Regions from separate parts of the Mus musculus genome. Here regions 1, 3, 4 and 5 are each linked to region 2. A link is a contact called in public Hi-C and Micro-C data. All regions are on one chromosome and are shown on one strand. The core of a region is the stretch at or near the end of the contact, and the rest is flanking DNA. Distances in the headings are between cores, read along the strand shown. Region 1 holds the start of Uncx (UNC homeobox). Region 2 holds the start of Tnrc18 (trinucleotide repeat containing 18). Region 3 holds the start of Pdgfa (platelet derived growth factor, alpha). Region 4 holds the start of Mafk (v-maf musculoaponeurotic fibrosarcoma oncogene family, protein K (avian)). Region 5 holds the start of Gsx1 (GS homeobox 1).

What was found. A called contact is a pair of places that touch in the nucleus more often than the background predicts.
Region 1: a contact with region 2 is called in a Micro-C map of embryonic stem cells, with 24 times the contacts expected there. The contact joins the promoter of Uncx here to the promoter of Tnrc18 in region 2. A contact is called at or near these places in 3 of 39 promoter capture datasets (cranial neural crest and embryonic stem cells), 18 of 484 Hi-C or Micro-C datasets (cerebellar granule neurons, cerebellum, differentiating embryonic stem cells and 3 more) and 3 of 115 datasets of contacts at active chromatin or transcription factors (embryonic midbrain and embryonic stem cells).
Region 3: a contact with region 2 is called in a Micro-C map of embryonic stem cells, with 8 times the contacts expected there. The contact joins the promoter of Pdgfa here to the promoter of Tnrc18 in region 2. A contact is called at or near these places in 4 of 484 Hi-C or Micro-C datasets (the HL-1 cell line and embryonic stem cells).
Region 4: a Hi-C map of muscle stem cells shows a contact between it and region 2, with 5 times the contacts expected there. The contact joins the promoter of Mafk here to the promoter of Tnrc18 in region 2. A contact is called at or near these places in 2 of 484 Hi-C or Micro-C datasets (cardiomyocytes and muscle stem cells).
Region 5: a contact with region 2 is called in a Micro-C map of embryonic stem cells, with 8 times the contacts expected there. The contact joins the promoter of Gsx1 here to the promoter of Tnrc18 in region 2. A contact is called at or near these places in 1 of 39 promoter capture datasets (embryonic stem cells) and 3 of 484 Hi-C or Micro-C datasets (all in embryonic stem cells).

Annotation. Positions count from the first base shown.
Region 1 is chr5:139,542,579-139,545,278 of GRCm38.p6, forward strand. It overlaps Uncx (UNC homeobox), which reads left to right and starts at 1,320. Exons shown (of 3, transcript NM_013702.3): 1 at 1,320-1,701; 2 at 1,877-2,052. The coding sequence starts at 1,416.
Region 2 is chr5:142,816,312-142,819,011 of GRCm38.p6, forward strand. It overlaps Tnrc18 (trinucleotide repeat containing 18), which reads right to left and starts at 1,351. Exons shown (of 28, transcript NM_001122730.3): 1 at 961-1,351.
Region 3 is chr5:138,993,519-138,996,218 of GRCm38.p6, forward strand. Pdgfa (platelet derived growth factor, alpha) reads right to left here and starts at 1,426. Exons shown (of 6, transcript NM_008808.4): 1 at 1,191-1,426. The coding sequence starts at 1,253.
Region 4 is chr5:139,790,270-139,792,969 of GRCm38.p6, forward strand. It overlaps Mafk (v-maf musculoaponeurotic fibrosarcoma oncogene family, protein K (avian)), which reads left to right and starts at 1,267. Exons shown (of 3, transcript NM_010757.2): 1 at 1,267-1,443.
Region 5 is chr5:147,187,307-147,190,006 of GRCm38.p6, forward strand. Gsx1 (GS homeobox 1) reads left to right here and starts at 1,390. Exons shown (of 2, transcript NM_008178.2): 1 at 1,390-1,992; 2 at 2,472-2,700. The coding sequence starts at 1,584.

The DNA.
Region 1 (2,700 bases), core at 70-2,569, 3.3 Mb before region 2:
ATTTATTTATTTATTTATTTATTTATTTATTTATTTGAAGGGATGCGTGGGCCATTGGTCACTATCCTGAAGTTACCATTGTCCTTCCTCCTTCCATGCTCCCTCCTCCTCTGGGCTGGCATCCAGGACCCATATGTGTGGGAGTTAAGTGGGGTTAGGGTGCCCCAGCTGCCACCACCCTGTCTATATTGATGGGGTAACTGCCAATCAAGGAGGAGGGCGTCGGGTTAGACTCCTTATAGGTGGGGGCCGCATTTGGCTGGATCACTGTTTGGAGGTTCTTCTCTCCCCCCCTTCCCCTCCTCTCCTCTCCCTTTCTCCCCTCCCCCTTTCATTCTGGTCTCTCCGTCCATCTAGTCCCACTTCCCTCCCTTTCTTCTCTTTTTCTGCCTTGTTCCCCTCCTTCCTCCCCTTCTCTCCACTCTCCGTTTTCATTCTCCCTTCTCTTTATCCTCCCCGCTTTCTCTTCTCCTCTTCTCGCTTCTCTCTGTCCTTCCATCGCTTCTGGTTCCACTCCTCTCTCCTTCCTTTCTCCCCCATTACTTCTTCTCCTTCCTCCTCCATTCTCCTCCCTTTCTTCTTCTCCCCTCCCCTCCATCCTTTCCTCCTCTCCATCCACTTCCTCTCCTTCCTCCCTTTCTCTTTCTGCACTCCTCCTCCCCCAAACCTTTCCTTTCTCCCCCTCCCTCCTGGGCTTGTTCTTCCTCCTCTTTCTTCCCCTTGGTCTTCCAGTTCGTCGGGACACTTCTCTCCCCTTCCTCTCCTCCTCTCTTCCTCCCCCTCCTCCTCCCTCCGCCGCTCGCGGCAGCCCGCAGCCCGGGAGAGGCCGCTGGTAGAGAAGCCCTTGTAGTTTTAAATTCAATGTGACAGTTTCGGAAAGAGCGGATGATGAATCTCCCATTATTGGATCAGTCTATTTGCCGCTCAATGTCTCTCTGTAATTGGAGCAACATCACTTTAAAGGTTCAGAGAGTACAGCATTTCTGGTGAAAAATCCCCACAACACGCCGGCGAATGTTTTAAAGGGAAATCTATTAGAAGGAGGCGAGGGGCGGGAGCGGCGGGGAGCAGGAGTGGGGGGCTCGCCGGGGGCCCCCGGCCGGCCGAGCGCGGCGGTGCCCCTCCCTCCCCACCCCGTCTTGTTGTGACAGCTCCTGATACTGTTTATGGAGGTGCGTGTCAGGTATAATTAGCAATCGATATGGAAAACGTTTCCTTGCACCCAGCACGCCTCTGACGTCAGAGCCGATTAGCGCTTCTTATTGGTCCCAAATTCCCCGGGCCGCGGCTAATTATCGAGAGCTTGATGTTGATAAAGTAAAGCGGCGGAGCGCGGGCCGAAGCATGTGTAGGGCTCCGGGCCCCTGTCCCCGCCGCCGTCCGCGCCCCCGCGCCCCGCCAGCCCCGCGCGCGAGATGATGGACGGTCGCCTCCTGGAGCACCCGCATGCCCAGTTCGGGGGCTCGCTGGGCGGCGTGGTGGGCTTCCCCTACCCGCTGGGCCACCACCACGTGTACGAGCTGGCCGGTCACCAGCTGCAGTCGGCCGCCGCCGCCGCTGCCGCGGCCTCGGTGCCCTTCTCCATCGACGGCCTGCTCAGCGGCTCGTGCGCTGCAGCCGCCGCCTCGGTGGTCAACCCCACGCCGCTGCTGCCGGCTGCCTGCGGGGTGGCCGGCGAAAGCCAGCCCTTCAAGCTTGCAGGTAGGCTGGAGGCGGGGACACGGGGAAACACAACGGGGGGCCTCGGGGTGGGGTGCACCAGGCCGTCGGAGAATAGCGACCCACTCCTCCGTGCACCCCGCACCCGAGGTGGGTGCAAGCGGGACAAGCATCTGCCAGGTGGCTGAGCCTTGCAGCGTCCTGTGCATGCCCGCAGACTCGGGGGATCCAGACAAGGAGAGCCCCGGCTGCAAACGGAGACGCACCCGCACCAACTTTACCGGCTGGCAGCTGGAGGAGCTGGAGAAGGCGTTCAATGAGAGCCACTACCCGGACGTGTTTATGCGCGAGGCGCTGGCGCTGCGCCTGGACCTGGTCGAGTCCCGAGTTCAGGTAAAGATTGGTGTCGCCCAAGGAGTCCGAGATCCCGCACTAGGCGTGCAGAGCGCGGTGAGGCAGGGCCACCTTTGTTCTAAGTGGCGGGGAGGTGGTTTCAGGCTCCGCGCTGCTGGCCATGGTGGGGATTATGAGGGTTGAACCCCTTCTCCCATCTGGAGGTGAGTAACTTGAGAGTGCCGAGGTGATTGGGGAGAGATCCTGGTGGCGCCCCAGTAGCCACTGCAGTGACTGCGTTCGATTCGGGGAAGCCGGGTGTAGGTTGGCTGCGGCCGCGGCGCACAGTCTGGAAAGGCTGCCGAGGCTCGAAAAGCCCTCCAGGAGGGGACAAAGTGGGCCCTGGCCTGGGCGCTCTTGACAGAGGCTTTCTCCCATCCTCGAAGCTGACAGATCTGTTGCTTTATTTCTGGCTTGTGAAATATTAAGATAGAAACATGCATTTATCCATCGTCTTACAAACAGCCGCTGGGGGGGTGCATTTGTGGGAGAGTAGGTGGAAACTTTCGCGGTTAACACATTGGAAAAGAGGGGGCTTAAAAAAAAGGGCATCTGAATTTAAGATTCTTCTCCATTAAATTCCTCCCTCCCCAACCTCTTCGTTATTCGATTTCATGAGGAGTCAGGAAGCAGTATTCATTAAAAAAA
Region 2 (2,700 bases), core at 101-2,600:
CCCCAAAATAACCTACAAAGGAAAAAAAATAACTTAACAGCGCGGGCCAGCGGAGGGGCGCCTCCCCAGCATCGGGTAAACCCTCCTGTAAGTCCTATTTAAGCTGTTTGTTTAAAAGATCTGTCGCTTTCCTGTTCCCGAGGGGGTAGGGAGGTCTCAGAGAGCCCACCCTTCCCTCCCTGACTACCAGCCCCAGGCTACTCTAGACCCCCTGGTTCCGGGAGAACCGGGGCGCTCTAGCAGACGGAGACTAAGCCACAGCTCCCGGGTGACCAGCCGCCCTACGCCCAGACCCAAAAGTCCTCTTCCCCCAACTTTGCTAAGGACGCCTATTTTAACGTGGCTTTGGTTACAACACCCCCTCTTCCTCTCGCCCGCCCTCGCTCTTTATCAGGCTCTGGTTACCAGAATCGCGTTTACTTTTGAAAAAATCTAGGATCGTCACAGCCCGGGATACTTGTCTCAAAGGCGCCAGGAGCTTCCCGCATACACTTAAAGATAATATTCATTAAAGGCAGCGTTTTGAAAAAGGCAGAGCCCAGGCGCCCCACTTTAAGGAAGTCGGGGTGAAGCCCTACGGAGCAGCCTTTGCCATGGTCGAGAAGCTGGCGTGGCTATCTGCGGGGTTCCACTGCGTCCTTCTCTACTTTTCCCCTCTTAAATGCAGCTAAAATGGCTGAATTCCGGCTTTTAATTAAAAACAGCCTATAATCGAAACCGTCTCGGCGTCCCCGGGCTAGCCCGCCGCCTGCCGGGAACCAAGTAGGGAACCGCCGCCCTCGGCGGTGCTGCAGACTGAGAGCTCGGGTGGGAGTCCAAGGCGCAGCGATGCGTCCTCTCCCCCTGATCCCTGCCCTCCGCTTCCCTTCTGGGGACCCCGACTGTTTCGGGGACCTTCTGCTTTGCGGACCCAAGGGGTACGCTGCACAAGTTCGGGGAGCATCGGGGCCCGGAGCGTACCTGGCGCGGCGGGGCTCCGGGCTCCAGGCTCCGACGGCGACTCCGGCAACCGCCGCGGTTCCTGGCGCGGCTAGGCGCCCGTACTGCCCGCCATCCCTCGGCCGCCGCTCCCCTCCGCCACCCGCAGCCGCCTCACACTTTTTGCCCGCCTTTCCTTTTTTTGGTAGAAAACCGCTCCCCGGGCCGGGCGCGCGGCGCGCCAACTCCTCCGCCCTCCCGCGGCCCCGCTCCCGCAGCCCCCGGAAAAGCCAGCTTTCCTCCCGCCGAGCTCCCCGCTTTTTAATAAAATCCAGGTAGCGCCGGTTTAAAGAATCCCAAATCTCCATATACAGCCCGGGATTGGAAAAGGTACATTACACAACCCCCCTTTCAAGTTCCTCTCGCTGGATCTAAAAAAAAAAAAAAAAAAAAAAAAGCGAAGGGGGGGCTTAAGGGGGACGGGGGAGGGGAGCCTCGCAGGCGAAGAAACACGCATTGTTCCCGGGTGCCCGCCCCCCCCTTCGGGCCAGCCCCCGGCCGCAGCGCATTGGTCCCGCTCGCCGCCCATCACGCGCATGTAAACACCTTGGCCCTCAGCCATTCCTATAAAACCAATTACGGACCTCGGGGCTCCAGCAGTTTCCAGGCTCCCCACGGCGGGGCTGAATGATCAAAACTGGTGGTGAGAATTTTTCCGAGCCGTTTCTAGGCAGCCCTCCCCCACACCAGCTCCAGCAGACCCCCCCCTTCTTTCTCCTTCTCCCTCCCCCCACATCCCAGCCCCTCCTCCTGCGTCTGGGCTGAGTGATCAAAATAGAGGAAGATGGTTGTCGCCGCAATCCCGGGCATTGCAAGGCCTCCTGTCAGCTTCCTTCTTCGGGAGGAGGTGACAAGCTAGCCGGGAAGAGCCGGGAACCGGCGAGCTGCTCATTGCGCCCGCGCCCGGCGCTCCCTCTCTAGGGTGCCACTCCAAAGAGCGAGGTTCAGACGAAAAATAACAAGGCCTGCTTCTCTCTCGCTTGCTCGCTCACTCTCGCCTTTTAAAATAAAGCAGCGATTCATTCCCTTTCCCCCTAGCAGTCGCGGTCGGGTGGGGTGGGCAGGCAGGCGACAAGGCCTTTTTTTTTTCCTTTTGCCCCTGCCTGCGGGTCCCCTCCCTGAAACGCGGTGTCAGAAGGCTTTACTGATTAATATTTTGGACAGGCCGCGGCGGTCGGCAGCGGTGAGTTGCATCTTATAAAAGGTTCCTATAGAAACCCGGGCTGTGGGGCTCTGCGGCCGAGTGCGCACCGCGCGCCCCTCCCCAAAGCCCCTTTTGGCGTGGGCGCCCCTCCTTCCCCCTTTCCCCGCCAAGAAAAACCAGAGCAGAAAAAAGGATTAGATCGGCGGAACGCGAGCTGAATCCCTCTCGGTTCTGACATTTCAGCCCTATTAGCATTTCTCCACGGGGCCTTCTGAAACCTATTAAGGTGTAATATTAAAAACCTCTTGGCTGGGGGCCTCTCTCGCCTTCCATCCGCCGCGCCCCCTCCAGGGAGGGCGAGACCGGGAAAGGGAAAAAAAAAAATCTGTTGAGCTCAGAGGAAGCAAGCCAAGCCCAAAAGTGCTTGGCTGGCCACGGCGGCCAGAGGGGGAGGGGAGCACTAATCCCCCAGACTTTGTACTTTTATTTTGCTCTTTCAGCAAAAAAAAAAAAAAAAAAAAAAAAAAAACTTTCGAAGTTAAGTGGCAGGGAGCCGCCGACGGCAGTCTACCTGACTG
Region 3 (2,700 bases), core at 176-2,675, 3.8 Mb before region 2:
TCCACACTGTTCCTATCTGTCTGACCTTGATAAAAATACCCCAACAATGCCTTGACATGTTCAGACAAAAATCACCCGCGCTCTGGCCTCCCCAGGGTGTCTGGGGGCAGCCAGGGGCCCGAAGAGTTTCTGGTTTAATAGCTAAATCCACATGTAGAAACAGAGAGGGTCGAAATGCGTCACGCATCCACGACTGGAGTCACAGCAGCCTCAACACTTTAATCTAGCCGAAGGGTTCAATTTCACTCCGGGAATCCTGAGCTGAGCCCGCAGGGGAGAGGGTCTTCCCTCTCCCCCCACCCCACCCCCTACAAGCACGCGCGCCGGGTCGCCCCACCCGGCTCAGGCCCAGTCACGGCCCTAGCGCCGACTAGGACGCCCAAATCCATCGGGGCTTAGAGAGGCTGCAGGGAACGCAAGGGGTTAAATATCCACCTCGCGCCTCTCCGGTCCCTGCCCAGACCACCCCCACCGTTCAGCCTCCCCCACTCTCCGTCCCGGTTTTTAAAAGGGAGTCAGGGTCGCTGGAGGACTCAACCACGAAGTTCCCACGACAGGGGCTGTGGAAAGTCATTCATCACGGCAAAGCTCCCGGGGAATGGGGGTGGGGGGGAGGGTGGCGGTGGGAGGGCGCGGGCGCCTGGCCCGGCCCCAGCTGCCTCGTTCAGCCACCTGTAAGCAGGCCTGGGCGGGCGGAGACTGCTCCAGCCCTGCGTCGGACTGGGTTTGGGGACCGAGAACTGGGGACTGCGGCTGGGCGCTGCCCACCCTTCCCAGTCCCAGGCTACGGCCGCACCCTCCTCTACCTGCTTACTGCCCGCCCTAGTCCCCTCCCAGAGCACGGTCAGTTTACACACACCCCCTTTCCCGCTTCCCGCACCCCGTTACTGCATTGTCCGCTGCGTTTGGGCTGCCCCTTCTGGAAAGGCACCCACAGCCCCCCGAAGTTTCTACCCACGGGTTCACCTCGCGGCTCCCCCGTCCCCCTCCAAGGCGGAGCGACGCAACGCGCTGGAAACTCACCAGACACACTTGGGCATGGCAGAAAATAGAACCCAGTTGGGATTAAAAAAAAAATTACACCACCCTGACAAAACCAAAATGCTCTTTGCAGAGCTTGAAACAGGTAGCCGAGAGGGGCGTGCGCCGAGGGAGCCGAGAGGGGACAGAGGCGCGGGGGTGGCACCCACCTCGGCCAGGGCATGGGCGAGGTATCCGCAGCCGAGGAGCAGCAGGCAAGCCCAGGTCCTCATCGCGTCCCGAGGCGCTGGAAGCTCGGCAGGGAGGCGAGGCCGCGGGGCGGGCGCTCCAGCCGGGCTCCTGTGGCGGCGAAATTCAGTACCATCCCTCAGGGAGCGCGGCCCGGAGGAGGGTGGCGCGGAGAGCAGGGAGCCTGCGGAGCGCGCTCGGCGCGAGCAGCGAGTGCAAAGCCAGCGAGGAGGAGGAGGAGGAACAGAGTCGCTCCGGGAGCCTCCTGGGCCGCCGGGTAGGGGGTGGGGACGGAAGGGGCGGAGGGCGGGGGCTGGGCTTCTTCCTTGGTGCGTTCCCCGTGCTGGCCGCCGCCGCGCTCGCTCCCCGTCGCTGGCTTTAGGAGCGACCCGGCCGGTAAATCCGCATATTTGCTGCCGTCAGCCCCGGGAGGGGACCGCGGAGCGTGGCTGCAGCTCCCGCCGCACCACCGATCACCTGTCTGGACTCTCGGCCCGGTACCAGCTACCGCCTCGCCTCTCCCTGAGGGCTCCGGGCAGTCCGGAGAGCCTGTCCCCGGGCCTTCCTCTCGCCGCTGCCGCCCCGGGCCGGGCACGGCGCGGCCCAGCACGGCGCGGCCCGGCGGCCTGCGTGCGCCCCTCCGCGGCGCGCCCTCGGCTACGGCGCGGCGCTCCGCCCTCCGCCCGCCGGGGCCGGGCAGCTCCCGCGGCCGCGCCGCCTGGCAGCAGCCTACCCGCCCGGGGCCTCGCTACGCCGCCCGCGCGGGCCGGAGGGCGGGCGGAGGGCCGAGCTGGCGCCGCTGCCGCCGCAGCAGCAGCCGCGGGAAGACCAGAGGAGGAGGTGGAGAAGAAGGCGCAGGCAGGCCGGGCTCCAGGAGTTGAGCGGGCTCCGCAGGACGCGCGTGTGGAGCCGGCCGGCGACAGGGAGGGGGTTATAGCGCCGCCACCGCGCCCCTCCCCCTCCCCCGCCCCCCGCCTCCCCCGGATTCCGGGCCCGGGACCCGCACCTCGGAAGCGCTCAGGGGTCTCGCGGGCCAGATCGGGCCCGGCCGCCACCGCCACTGCAGTGGCCACACACGCGCTCACGCAGGCAGCTACATCCATCCAAGCTCGGCGCCCGCGGCTCGGAGCCCACAGGCGCCCGGGCTCCCGGAGCGCCCCTCCCTCGAGCTTGCCCACCCTTCAGTGCCAGCTGCAATCCTGCGGCACCGGGCGGGGAGGGGAGGAGGCCGCTGCAGAAGCACGGCCGTCTCTGGCTCGCCTCTCTCTCGGGCCCCAGCGGCAGTAAAGGGCAGCGCCCAGAGCTGCTGCGCCAAAAAGGGCATGAGAGTCGGCTTGGCCCCCGCCCGGCGCTCGGGCCGCTTCCCACTGTAAGGATCCAGTGCTCCAGCCTTCCCCTCTCCATAAAAGGAGGGGGAGTGAGTCTTTGCGGAGAGGCGGGGCGGGTTTAGGGGCGCGTCTAGGGCACTCACCTGACGGCTGCCACGCGCCC
Region 4 (2,700 bases), core at 17-2,516, 3.0 Mb before region 2:
TCCTTACTGCTTGGAAGTCAGTCTTCCTAGCAGCCTTCAGATGAAGATGTAGAACTCTCAGCTCTGCCTGCACCATGACTGCCTGGATGCTACCATGATCCTTGATGATAATGGACTAAACCTCTGAACCTATAAGGCAGCCCTAACTAAATGTTGTCCTTATAAGAGTTACCTTGGTCGTGGTGACTATTCACAGCAGTAAAAACCTAACTAAGACACTATCCATTGCTTACAGGGAGAGGGAGAGGGGGGAGGGGGAGGGGAGGGGGAGGGGGAGAGGGAGAGGGAGGGAGGAGAGGGAGGGAGGAGAGGGAGAAGGGGGGAGGGGGAGGGGGAGGGGGAGGGGCAGGCTTAGGTGAAGGCACTTAGGGTGAAGGCAGAAGGATTAAGAGCTTCAAGACAGTGCCAGTGAGGTGGCTCAGTGGGTAAAGGTACCAAGTCTGAGTTCAATTTTCGGAACCCAAAAGTGGAAAGAAAAAACAGATTCCCTAAAGTTGCCCTCTGACTTCCACACATTCGTGGTAGTGTGTGCACACCAATCCACATACATATGAACACACATATAAATAAGTAAAAAAAAAAAATAAAGTTTTATAAGTGTTCCAGGCCACTCTGAGCTGCACAGTGAGACCTTACCTCTGTCTCAGATATAAATCAAAAGGTCATGGTATGGGTCAGAAGAGGATGCTACATACATATCTCTTTCTCCTTTGTAGGGTGCATCTGCCTTGCTGATTATGTGGTGTAACTGAGCCACTTCGCCACCTTGACGTGGGCTTGGTGTTAGGTCCAGAACATGGTCACTAGCCAGTTGGCCTCTATTCTCTCTGCCAAGACCCGGGGAGGCTCCAGCAGCCTCAGGATCACAGTGAGTAGCATAGACGACAGTGGGTGACATAGAGACATAATGCCCAGGCTGAAAGTTCAAGGAAACGTGGGGTCCATACCCAGTGTGCGTCACGCTCGCCTGACACCCCCTACCTTGGGAAAGGAGCACAGACCCCGCCCCGGGTGTGTTGGGGATGGACAGGGCCAGGAGCTCAGCAATGAGACAACTGCACGTGGAAGCATGTAGGAGGACCCAGGGACTGGGGCAGCGAGGGGCGTGGCCATCAGGGGCGTGGTGCCGACGCGCGGCCAGAGAGGGCGTGGTTTTGGTGAGCGAAGAAGCGTGAGCAACAGGGGCGTGATCACTAGGGGCGTGGCCATCGCGGGGGCGGGGCGGTGACGCGCTTCGACGCGCGATCCCGGAAGCGGTGTCAGTACTGGGGAGCCGGCGGCGGGCGGCGGGTGGCAGGGACTTGTTGTTCTTCGCCGAGTCGGAACGAGAAGTCCGAAGCGCGCAGGCGGAGACGGCGACTAAGGGGAGCGCGAGAGCAGAAGCGCTTGTGAAGAGTGCGTGTCCGCAAGGAGCCGCCGCGCCCGGCCCCGCGCGCGACCCGGGTGAGTGAGGGGCTTCGGGAACTGGGTAGGGGAACCCAGAGTTCGTGCACCTGCGGGAGGAGCACCCCGAAGGCCGCGGGACCCAGCCTGGGCCTCGAGCACGTGCCACGCGGGACCTAGCTCAAGGCCCACACGGGACCCACCACGTGCGGGAGAGTGGCACCCGGGAGCCGTGCGCACCTGGCCATTTCCGTCGGCGTAGAATTCGCCCCCACCTCGCCCCCGGCCGGGACCCCGAAAGGGCCTGAGTAACTGGTGTCACTTTCTAATCAGCTGACCGGCCAGCGGTGCCGGATGTGGAAGCTGTGGGTGGGGAGCGAGGCAGGTGACCGTCTTGGCCAGCCTATCGCTTCCGTCACTTTCTTCAGGTGTGGTCTGGGGCCAAGGTCCCATCCAACTCTGAAGTGCGAGGTTCCCTAGTAGGGTGAGCGGATAGGCGTGTTAAGAGTGTGCATGTTTACGAGCGTGCGGCGAGAAATCAGAAGCAAAAACTCTAGCAAATTACAGGTGAAGAAAGCCTCGTGGGTCCTAGGTGCCTAGATTAGATCTCTTTGGGGGAGATAGACTCCTCTTCTGGTATCCTTGAGATAACAGCCACTCCAGCCTCCTAGAACTTGCCCCGTAAGAACGCAGTCGGTATTTGGGAGGTGAGGCTGCTTGGTGCTCTTGTTTCTCTAGGGAAGTTAGTCTGAGCCTCGCTTTTCACACAGCTCTCATTGCTAACACAGATGCACTTTAACAGTTCGCCTTCCAATTGATGGACAGGCACTCAGTACACTCAGTCCTCAAAAGCTAGCTTGTGTCTCAGCTGGTAGGTAGTTCACCCCTTCCACTCCTGTGGAGTCACTAAAATTAGCCCTGGGACCCCAGAGGTTGGCACTGCTGAGGTCATACTGTGGCAGCAACATTTCAGAAGGTATCTGGTGGAGTGCACGTGGGTACTTTGATGCTTTGAGCTGGTGTTTTAGGGCCAGGTAACTTCTTTCAAAGGTGTTGGTCTAAAGCCATTATGTTATGGTGGCACATGCTTGTACTCCTAGCACATGGGAGTCTGAGGCAGGAAGATCTTGAGTTTAAGGTTAGCCTGGATTGCTTAGCTAGTTCAAGACCAGCCTTAGTTACATAGCGAGACACTGTCACACAAAACCAAACTGAAACAGTAGGTGTGAATTTAAGCATGTGGATGGAGTCAAGAAAGCTGTATAGGCAGGACCTACCTGCAGCCCATGTCACTGGGGACAGCCCTCACTGATGACA
Region 5 (2,700 bases), core at 140-2,639, 4.4 Mb after region 2:
CCTCGGGTTTGGGCGGCCTTGCACTGATTCATCCACCCCCTCCGTAAAGCTCCCCTTTCTTGGTCTCACGATTCCGTTCACGGTTCAGAGCAGGTGACTGTGGCGATTTGTAAAATCGAAAGTAGTAAATTCGAAATCTTTTATGCTAATTTCTCATTGTATGTTAAACGCACAGGGACAGAGACAGCTCTGAATCCCGGGATGATTTTTTTAAAAAACTGAAGCTGTGTACACAGAGCGTGGCATTTGAAGTTGTTTAACCATTGTGTTACCAGAAAGAAAGAAAAAAAAGAGTGCGGCGACGGTAGGAGGAAGCAAAGGGCAACAGAAACTGGGAAAGACAGAAGAGTGCTCTTCCTTTCTCTCCAGCCGTGGGAAGCAACGCTTTCGAGTGCACCGGCGTGTCTAGTGGAGTGTGTGCGAGTGGAGAGTGCGCGCGCAACGTCTGTGAGAGTCTACACCATCCACACTCACCACGTTTGGTGGGGTGGGAAAGCTTCATACCCACGAATTCGGCTCTCACTCCCCTTGCTATGTATCTGTCCGTATTTTCAAAGACTACCCACCCGCGTACTTGTTTTGTTGCTATTTCTTTACATACACGGCCCTGTTGTTGAAGGGAAGAGCTGGTTGGCCAAGGGTCCACCGAACAAAGATGAGGAGTCACAGGCAACACCAAAATTGGGAGCCTTTGATTTTCTGAGAAAACACGGACAGAGATGAGGTTAGTCTCCAATGAGGACTAGGGAGCCTTTCTCTCATCCTCTGAGGCGCACTCAGAAACCTTGTTTTTCTGTCTCCAAATAGTGCGAGAGAAGAGACTCCACAGGTGGGAATGGTGGCCGCCCATTAGGATGCTTCATAGGATGCAGAGCTGAGCTTCGAGAACTAAGCGAAAGCGATACACTTGGTGGAACTGGGGTGGGGGGAACGAGCAAGGAAGAAGTAACAGAAAGAAAGGGACCAGGATCAAGTGGGCAGAGGAGATGGGTGTGCGCCCACGGGGATCTGTGCAAGCGAGGCAGCACGGGTGCGGAAATCAATAAGATAAATGGACCGATCGCCAGCGCAAAGCCAAAGGAAAGTAAGAAATAAAGAGAAAGAAAAGAATATTAAATCGCGGGAGAATGAGAAAATAAACCCGAAAAGGGAAGAGGAGGGGGGCGAGTGCGCCTGTTACGGCGTGGGTGGGGTTGACAAGAATAGAGTACATTATGCAGTTCATTTAGTTAACAAGTGAAATAATGAGGAAGCGTGCAGAGTGAATGCCAAGAGAAAGGGCACAAAAACCCTATTGAGAGGCCCCGGCCGCTCCTGGCGTAGCCCATCACATGGCAATAGTCCTATTTAAGCGGCGCCGCCGGCGTCTTTCAGCACCACTAGCGCTGGCCAGCACCTCGCCCGCTCCGGGAGGTGCCCGCAGCAGCAGCCAAGGTGATTCCAGCCCGGGCTTGAGCCGCGCGTGGAGCCTCCGGGGCCCGGGAAGCTGCGGGTGGCCGCGGCCAGGGGAAGCTACGACAGGATCTGCAGTTCCCTCGGGCTCCAGGGGCGGGCTGGCGGCAGGTGGACCGCGCGCCGGAGCCATGCCGCGCTCCTTCCTGGTGGATTCCCTTGTGCTGCGGGAAGCCAGCGACAAGAAGGCTCCGGAGGGCAGCCCGCCACCGCTCTTCCCCTACGCGGTCCCGCCGCCGCACGCGCTCCACGGCCTCTCGCCGGGCGCCTGCCACGCGCGCAAGGCCGGCTTGCTGTGCGTGTGTCCCCTCTGTGTCACCGCTTCGCAGCTGCACGGGCCCCCCGGGCCGCCGGCACTGCCGCTACTCAAGGCGTCCTTCCCTCCCTTCGGATCGCAGTACTGCCACGCACCCCTGGGCCGCCAGCACTCCGTGTCCCCTGGAGTCGCCCACGGCCCGGCTGCGGCCGCAGCAGCTGCTGCACTCTACCAGACCTCCTACCCGCTGCCGGATCCCAGACAGTTTCACTGCATCTCTGTGGGTAAGCGGGGTCCCCGCGCGAAATTGGGGGGCGGTGGTCCCGGGGTGGGGGGAAGTGAGTGAGCTAGGGATGGGGAAACGGCGCGCTATGGGGGACGGTGAGGATACTCGAGGGGCGCTCACAGTGCTAGACTGGGACCGGACGTAGGAACCGGGGAGAAGCCAGAAAGATCCTGGGGCGAAGGGGAAGGGGTTAAGGCCAGCTTTGAGATGTTCCTTAAAGGGGTGTTAGGGACAACCGATTCCGAGGAGAATTGGAGTCTGTGACTTGGCAAGGAGGCACCCGCCTGTGGAGTGATGAATGGAAGGATGGAAGGGATGTGTGCCTGATTCCAAGGTTGAGGCTAGCCTCAGTTCAGCGGGAAATTAGGCCCAAGGCTCAGAGGTTTGATGATCTCTCTCTCTCTCTCTCTCTCTCTCTCTCTCTCTCTCTCTCTCTCTCTCTTTCCCTCCCTCCCCCCCCCCCCCATCGCCCTCCAGACAGCAGCTCGAACCAGCTGCCCAGCAGCAAGAGGATGCGGACGGCGTTCACCAGCACACAGCTCCTGGAGCTGGAGCGAGAGTTCGCCTCCAACATGTACCTCTCCCGCCTGCGGCGCATCGAGATCGCGACCTATCTGAACCTGTCCGAGAAGCAGGTGAAGATCTGGTTTCAGAACCGCCGGGTGAAGCACAAGAAAGAAGGCAAAGGCAGTAACCACCGCGGCGG